Regions from separate parts of the Mus musculus genome. Here regions 1 and 3 are each linked to region 2. A link is a contact called in public HiChIP or PLAC-seq data. All regions are on one chromosome and are shown on one strand. The core of a region is the stretch at or near the end of the contact, and the rest is flanking DNA. Distances in the headings are between cores, read along the strand shown. Region 1 holds the start of Chp1 (calcineurin-like EF hand protein 1). Region 2 holds the start of Ttbk2 (tau tubulin kinase 2). Region 3 holds the start of Tyro3 (TYRO3 protein tyrosine kinase 3).

Region 1 (2,709 bases), core at 112-2,611, 1.3 Mb after region 2:
TAAAAAGCTAAGTATTCTCTGTCATTCACTCAAAATTGGCCACATATTAGTAAGGGATTAAAAGCAAAGCAACCTGACAGGGGGTGGGGCTAGACCACATCTCTTTCAACCTGAATACTCTAGAAAGTTTAACTTGTCAGACAGCCAGAACAACTTGTCATTTACCCAAGGACTCATTCCTGGAGAATTCCGTAGTTCCCTGTACTCCTTGGCACGATCTGCCACTGGGTTATTTGCTCACATTATCATCAAAGACAGGTACCATGAAGACATGGCTTACGAAAATCAAAGAGAGCCGCAAAGGATCACTGAGAAAGCATTGTAGCCATACAATTGTATCATACACTACCAAGGGCCTTTCAAAGGTATGGAGGTGTTTTCTGTGCTTCTCAATTCCCAAAGCCCTGTTGCTCCTTTGTTCAGGTTAACAAGGAAGAAACTAGAGTATGTATGTTTCTGGTACAAATTCACAGATTTTGGAGTACATCCAATTTCAATATCAATTGCATAAAGTACAGCAACACAGCAGATATCAATATATATAAAAATAGGACAAATGTCTTCACTGTGTCTTTAAACCTTGACCACTATACCCGTGGCTTTTCTCCAACGATTCAGATTTAAAAGCCTCACTCGGGTTTTTGGACTCTTGATTGCTTAGAGGTCTTCAGTTCCTGGTCACAAGCCTTTCTCTATGATCTTCTTTGTTGAGTTTTTCCCTGTGTGTGATTTTAGTAGTTTTAGCTCTTGCTCAGAAACCTCATTAGGATGTATAACGTTTTCTCCAGGAACCATTCACATTTCCTGGATTTGCTTCTACTTTATCTACTGTTCAGGATGCTTCTGTAGGAGGAACCATAAGGAAGAAAATTCGCGGACCTTCACGGGCAAGAGTGGAGTGGTGGTGTCTGTGCTCGAGATTCCGGGCTTTTGAGCAAGACAGCACCGGAGGAACCACATCCCGGCTCCAAGAAGCTACAGATGAACGTACAGGTATTCTAGCCTTCGGTTACCCAAAGCACCGGAGGCTGCATGGGACCATCCCAACAAAGTCACCGCACCCCAGATCAAGCCCTCAGCGACGACCGCTGTCAGTACTGAGGCCAGCCGAAGGCGCCGGGCCGCCTTCCCACCCCCAACCCGAACTCACAGCCAGTCTCCTTCTTGATCTCCTCGAGCTCTTCGTCCCGCAATAACGTGGAGGCCCGAGACCCCATCACCGTGACGGGAGCTCCTCCGGGAGCGGCAGCGCCAGAAGCAGCAGCGGCAGAAGGGAAGGAGGGAGGGAAGGGCCAGGGGTCAAGAAGGGAGAGGGCACTGTTTCTCTTGCGGCCCGGGGAGAGAAACAAGGGGTGGAGCGCGGGGGAGGGCGGCCCGACACCAGCCAATCGGGAGCGAGGCCGCGCCCTGCGCAGGCGCTAACGTCAAAGCTTGGCTCTCGAGCCCGGAATGAATCAGCCCGGAGGCTGCGGGAGTCCGAAGGGAAGCAGGCCCCGCCCCGCGGAACCAGGGCAGCCGCCGGACTTAAAGCGGCGATACCGCTGTGGCGCTAGGGACTGCACTTAAAAGGGCAGTGCGGTCTCGCCACTGTGTTCGAACAAACCAGAGGCAAACTCACTAGGGTAGCCAGCAGGTTTTTCACAGGACTCAGGTACCAGGAGTCCCACCCTACAGGTGACGGAGACTCAGGAGAGAAACCAAACCCACGAAACGAGGGACAAAACCCTAAGGTGGATCCCCAGAGTAGTGCAGTGCACTCTTTCTTGCTCGCTCTCCATCTCTCTGTATCTCTCTATCTCTTTTTCTCCCTCCTTTCTCCTCTCCTCTCCTCTCACTCTCACTCCCCTGGTCCTAAGAATAGGGAGTCCACAGCCACTGTGGCCCAGCACGCCTAGAGACTGCATCTTTCCTGCGCTCCTCCCCCCGGCCGCAGGGGGCGCTGAGAGCCGCCTGGGGTTTGCATGGCTCCTGGCAGCATCTTTTCTGCTCTCTCTACCCCGGCCGCAGGGGGCGCTGGGAATGGGCTCGAGGCTGCGCGCTGATTGGCTCCTCCGGAAAGAGGCAAGTAATTCACCCGGAGGGCGAGGGCGTGGTCGGCTCTGCGGCTTCAGTGGCTGGCGTTGAGAACTTTTTTGCGTCAAAGCTGTGCCGGGATAACTCCCAGAATTTTTTTTTTTTTTAACAGTAGTCCCTCGTTAGTTTAAGGAACTCACCATTTGACTAGAATTAAGGTCGGAATTTCTCAAACTCCTTTGCTGTGGGGACAGAGGACCCTGAAGGTGAGAAAGATTGTGACCGAGCACGGTTTATTTATTTGGATTTTTTCTTGTCTTAAAAATTAGGATTTTTAAGCCTGGCCAAGACTAGTCAGGGCTTTTCTGGAAAAGAGAATCATTTCTCCACTTCTAGAAAGGGTTTTACAGGCTCAGGCTGTCCTGAGCATAAACTCCTAATTCTCCCATGAGTGGCAAATCTTTAAACAGGATTTCCCAATATTGCCTAGGCTGGGCTCAACTTGCATCTTTCCTGCTTTCACCTAACAACTGCTGGCTTACGGTTTAAAAATCCGAATTTTTTTTCTTTTTGGTTTTTCGAGACAGGGTTTCTCTGTGTAGCCCTGGCTGATCTGGAACTCAGTATGTACATCAGGCTGGTCTTTAAGTTAACAGAGATCCACCTGCCTCTGCCTTCCAAGAGCTGGGATCAAAG
Region 2 (2,700 bases), core at 73-2,572:
TCCTGCTTGTAAAGGAATATAAAGAGGATGGTAGTTCCTTAACAGTAAGAACACTTTTGTCACCTAAGAAAATATTTGAAAGTAAAAGTGAACCTTTGAGCCGGGTGTGGTGGCGCACGCCTTTAATCCCAGCACTCGGGAAGCAGAGGCAGGCAGATTTCTGAGTTCGAGGCCAGCCTGGTCTACAGAGTGAGTTCCAGGACAGCCAGGGATATACAGAGAAACCTTGTCTCGAAAAACAAAAACAAAAACAAAAACAAAAACAAAAAGTGAACCTTTACAATTCATACCATTGCATCCTCTCTGTTCCTGGCAAACTCGTGGCAGTCATTGCAATTGTTAAGGAAAAAAGAACGTTGGGCATACAATATGGAATAGGTCCGCAGTTTGGTTTTGACATCAGTTTTGTGATCTTGGTAAAGTTTATTCTTAATTTTTAATGTCTATATAATGGATAGTAAAGAAAGAAGAGGGACTTACTCTTAGGTTTTGTTTTGTTTTTTTTCACCAAAGAGCTTGGCACATTCAACATGAAATACGTCTCCCATACAGCCTCGGTGTCCCACCCTTCATAGTTAGTCTTTGTGTGTCTTGAGCCACTCCTGCAAACTCCAAGCTTAGAGTCCCAGACTGGTCCACATGAAAGTTGTTCATTGTCTTTATCAAAAAGCCAATGAAATCTTTTTTCGTGGGTTGTGAATGGGCACTCCCTCGCCAGGCTGACATCTTTGTAACTCCTTTCTTTTCTCCCAATACCTTCGGGTTTCCCGGCCCTAGTTAGCAGCTTAGGTTAGGGGACAGCGCCCATTTCCCAGATCCTGGCAGCTCTAGGTCTGAGCAGGCGAGTAGACCTTAAGCAATGACCCGGCCTCACGATTCTCGACGCGACCGCCTCAGTGACAAAGCATTACCAATTTTCTTCCAAAGGGCCCAACTCTGTGGCCATAAGCACGCTGAGCTAGGAGAACACCTACTGAAGTCGGCTCTCAGAAGCACTGCGCCTTACATCTCTCCTCAGGACAGGCCGGCCGTTGCAGCGGAGGCTGGAACTACGAGTCCCAGAATTCCCAAGCACACGCGCACTGTCATTGTGATGCTCCTTTCCCGGTAACTCGCCCTCTCAGGCAAACCTGAAGATAGCGGCAATTCTCCGGTGGGGGGCGGAGACACTCTCGGCCCAATTCTCCGCCCCCTTCCTGATAGGCAATGGGACTAGCCAACCGACGCCACAGGCTGGGAACGTGCTCTCCAATCAGCACCCGCGGCGGAGAGGTGGGCGGTGCGCGCTGGCAGGGCGGGTGGGCTAGGCTGTGCGGCTTGCGGGGGGGAGAGTAACGTCGGGCCGGGTCAGCGGGCGCTGCAGTAGTCGCCGCAGCGGCGATGGGAGCGGTAGGGACGAGGAGGCGGCGGCGGCAGGAGGAGGAGGAGGAGCAGGGGCTGGCACGAGAGCAGCGGCCCGGGACAATCCGCAGCAATACCCGCAGCCGCTGCCGCCGCCTTTAGACGCGGACGGCATCCGAAGGGACCGCCGGCCGTCTAAGCCGCGCTCCGGTCCCGCCGCAGTGGGCGGCGGGGGATGGGCAGGCGGTGGCGGGCCCGCCTGCTGAGCGGTGACTCCTGCCGGTGCGGACCCTGAGCTAGACCCTCGTCCTCCGTCAGAGATCCTGCGTCCGCCGCGGCCCAGGTAGGACACACCCCCGAGCCCCAGGGCGTCTCCAAGAAGCTTCCCTGCGCCCGCCTCATCCCTCGTTCAGCTCAACCGAGGCGTGGAGGGGAGACTGCCCGAGACCCCTGGGTTTCTTATGCCCACGCCCTGAGGCGACGCCAGACCCAAATTGATCCTCATCCCACAGATCTTTCTGGTTCTGCCCCATTTCCCCGGAGGCTTTGGGTGCCTTCCCTGAACTTGGAGGTTCATGAAGCTGCTTCGTCTGTTTCTGTGGGTGACCCATATATCACTTGTACTCATGACTCTTCTGGCTACCAGGACCGAGCAGAGAGGAGTCTTTTGAAATTATGAGCGTTTCATTCTATCTTGCTTTTCCCACTGTAATGGAAGAGTGACGGGACTACCGAATCTCATTTGTGTGGTAACAAGGAAGGCCGGGACTTTGTAGTATTGAAGTAATGACCAGAGGGATTTGCTTTGACAAAGATGATGCTGTTGATACGCGGGGATGCCAAAAGAGGGACAAAAGAGCCTACATATACGCACTGTCGAGTCAGAGAAGTAAATAATCATGGGGATGCTAGGATACCTGATCCTTAAATGAAGTTCATTTTGTTTCAGTTGTGGCGCTGCCTTAGAGGTAAAAATGACATTGAGTTGTACTTTGCTTTGGATTAAAGTTGATAGGCTTCTCTCCCCTAGCTTTGGAAGCTGTCCTTTAACATTTAAAGAAGACAATTCTATTTTAACCTGTATATGATGGGAAGATGTTATTTAGTAGAATTGAATGTGTGTGAGAGAGTGTATTGTGAATGGACTCAAACTCTCAAATACAAGGAGGATTCAGGCTGTGTTTTGTTTCAGTGTTTGGTTTTGAGCCATTAATAGTTGCAGTGACATTAAACATGGACTTGCCAGGATAGACTGCAAAGATGTATCTGTTTTCTTTCAGCAAAGTGGACTAGAATAACATTCATTTAAGGAGTAAAAAAAATGAGGATTTTTTAAAAAGTATTGAGTGGGTTGAATAC
Region 3 (2,700 bases), core at 69-2,568, 1.1 Mb after region 2:
CCCACACACACACACCCTCCTGGCATGTATTAAACAGATGGGCAGGTGAAGAATCTGCATAAAGGAAATCCAGACCTGTTCTTTCTGCTCCTTACTGTGTAACCCTAGGTAAATTCCTGGGCTCTCTGAGCATCTGATACGCACCTCGGAGCCTGCATATACTTTCCACTCTTTAGCTTCCTTTCCTTTCAAGGCTAATGTGGCAAAGAACTCAGTTTTTAAGAAATGCTTGTTGGATGGCTGCTGCCGGGGGAGGGGGGGGGCGCCTGTCTCTCTACCCTTCCCACTCACCCTCACAGGACAAGGAGACATAGCTTCACACCCCTCTGCACCCTGATGTGTGCGTGTGAACTTGAAGGCAAAGGTGCTGCCCTCCTGCCTCGGGGAAATGCCTCTGTGGCTGTGTGGCAACGTAAAGCTAATCTTCACAAGAAGCAGTAACCTTCACCCAACCCAAGCTACTCAACATTCGGGTTTCCGGGAGCGCCAAGGGCCACAGGAACTAGAGTACGGGCAGAGGTATTTTAGAATCCAGCACCTTCACAACCCTGGGTGCTCAAACCCAGATCCTGTAGTTTCAAAGTGGGACCTCGGGGGTGTGCGGAAGGCAGAATGGGTCCTTAGGACTGGGGAAAAGGGAGCAGACTACTAGGAACATAGAGGCGGGAAAATACAGTCCTAAGCACCCCCGACTGCCCACACCCCCCACTCCCTTCCTTTGCACCCAGCCAGCCCCGGGCGCGAGAAAGTTGGGGGCGGGGGCCGCGGCCGGAGGTCTGGCAGCCAACACCCGCTGCGTCCTAGTCTCGGCCTTCCAGCCCCGGCCACCGACCCCAACCTCTGGCCGGCCCAGGCCCGGGTCTCGCCCGCTGCCGTCCCCGGGCTGCGCCCCTCAGTCGTGCGGCTCAGCAGCCCCCCGCTTCCCGCCGCCTCCCGGGCCACCCCTACCTGCGGCCGCAGACCCGGGGAGCAGCAGAGAAGCCAGTCCCGCCAGCAGCAGCGGCCGGAGCCCCGGCCACCCCATGCTCCGCCTCAGCGCCATCGGCGGCGACGCCGCACCATGCCGGGCCCGGCCCGCGAGCGCAGAGAGGAGGGTGGCGGAGGAGGGGCGGGAGGCCCGCGGGAGGGGCGGGGGGCGGCGCTCGGCCCGGGCGTCCCGGACCCGCGGCCGCCTAGAGCCGCGGCCACCGCCGTCAGCAGCGAGGAGTCCCCGGGGCTGCGGCTGGGCCACCGCGCTCCTTCCACAGCCGCCGCCGCCGCCGCCGCTGATTCATGTTCTTCTGCGAGCCGCCGCCTCCTCCCGGCCCGCCCGCCCGCCCTCCGCGGAGCTCGTGCCGCCCTCCCCCTCCCCCGCGCAGCCCCGGTGGCGAGAGCCGAGCGCTAACCTCAGCCCTTACCGCCCGACCTCCCGCCCACCTCCAGAAGGCGCAGCGGGACCCGCGCCCTGGCCACTCCGCTGCCGCTGCGGAGGACCTGCCTCGCTCCCTGGACAGGCACCCGGCCACGCCCCTCCTTCCCCAAATACTTTCCAGTCTCCAGCGGGGCACCCCATCCTCTCCTCAGAACCCCTCTTGGAAGCTCCTGCCACACCCCAACACTGTTCTAAATCCTGACCTCAGACTCCGACACAGCCCTCTCAGAACACAAAGCACCTACTAGACACAGCAACCCTCAGGTGTCCCCAAGACGGCTGGAACAGCTCCCCGAGAAACTACTAGCATCCCTGTACCTCTTTGCTTGAGCTTTTCACCCAGTTTTTTTTTTCTTTTTCGATCTTTGTAGCCTACCTTTAATCGCCAAGTATTCTCCTATCGAAAGACCATTCTCCCCAGCCCATCTTCCCAGAGTGTTTTCCAGTTTGTCGTCCATCTAGAGTTTTCCAAGATCTGTTTCGTAATTCTTAGGTGTCCATCCCCACTGCTAGCCTACGAAGGCCAAAGCAAAATCACCGTGATTTTCGAGGGTATCATTCTTCTTTCTTGCTTCCTCTTTCCACCCCTCCACTTCTGGGACATAGTGTGAACATTGGCATTGTCTTCATACTAGCTAGTGAAACATCTGCTATTATTAGTAGACCACCTTGCGCACAGTAGGCACTCCATAAATAAATAGGCAGATCCTTGTTAAAAGAATGAATAATTGCCTGCTCCACAACCAGTAATCACTGGAGGTGGCCTGCCCACAGACATCCTGTCAGGAAGATGCAGAGCTGGTTCCAAATCGCACCTGCCAAGTCCTCCTCTTGTCCTCACCTCTTCTTGGCCCCTGGAGGACAACCCACAACAGGCGCTTTCCAGGGGTCCTGGATGGGGAGAAAGAACTAGCCAGTGAGACGTCCCATACTCACTGGATCTTTCCAGGGATTCTCCTGAGCAGCAGGAGCCTCCCTCTTCCTCCACTTGGCCCACCAGTGCTTGTTTATTAATTATCTTAATGATAACAGCAGTGCTGGCGGCAGCCGCAGACCCAGCTGGGGGCGCCCCCAGGCGGCAGGATAGGAAGACTCTTGGCAAGTCTGGTCAACAGTTGGATCGGAGGGGCCTGACTTCCTGCTGAGCGCTCTGCCAATTTTCTTGGGAACTCTAGGATGGCTCCAGGACGCTTTCCTGAAGGGGGAAAAAAGAAAAGAAAAGCACACAAGCTTGCTCTTTTCCAGAGCTTTGGAATTTTGAGTGTCAGACAGTCTGGAACGGAAGCCAG

Evidence for each region. HiChIP or PLAC-seq counts read pairs in DNA pulled down with a chosen protein or histone mark.
Region 1: an HNF4G HiChIP or PLAC-seq map of pancreatic cancer cells shows a contact between it and region 2. The contact joins the promoter of Chp1 here to the promoter of Ttbk2 in region 2. A contact is called at or near these places in 2 of 39 promoter capture datasets (the C10 cell line and liver), 1 of 484 Hi-C or Micro-C datasets (pre-B cells) and 1 of 115 datasets of contacts at active chromatin or transcription factors (pancreatic cancer cells).
Region 3: a contact with region 2 is called in an HNF4G HiChIP or PLAC-seq map of pancreatic cancer cells. The contact joins the promoter of Tyro3 here to the promoter of Ttbk2 in region 2. A contact is called at or near these places in 1 of 39 promoter capture datasets (liver), 1 of 115 datasets of contacts at active chromatin or transcription factors (pancreatic cancer cells) and 2 of 9 other capture datasets (liver and macrophages).

Annotation. Positions count from the first base shown.
Region 1 is chr2:119,546,359-119,549,067 of GRCm38.p6, reverse strand. Chp1 (calcineurin-like EF hand protein 1) reads right to left here and starts at 1,361. Exons shown (of 7, transcript NM_019769.3): 1 at 1,151-1,361. The coding sequence starts at 1,217. Exd1 (exonuclease 3'-5' domain containing 1) reads left to right here and starts at 1,441. Exons shown (of 13, transcript NM_172857.2): 1 at 1,441-2,061; 2 at 2,186-2,279.
Region 2 is chr2:120,849,040-120,851,739 of GRCm38.p6, reverse strand. It overlaps Ttbk2 (tau tubulin kinase 2), which reads left to right and starts at 1,322. Exons shown (of 16, transcript NM_001024856.2): 1 at 1,322-1,684. AV039307 (expressed sequence AV039307) reads right to left here and starts at 1,084. Exons shown (of 4, transcript NR_038350.1): 1 at 975-1,084.
Region 3 is chr2:119,798,132-119,800,831 of GRCm38.p6, reverse strand. It overlaps Tyro3 (TYRO3 protein tyrosine kinase 3), which reads right to left and starts at 1,318. Exons shown (of 19, transcript NM_019392.2): 1 at 949-1,318. The coding sequence starts at 1,042.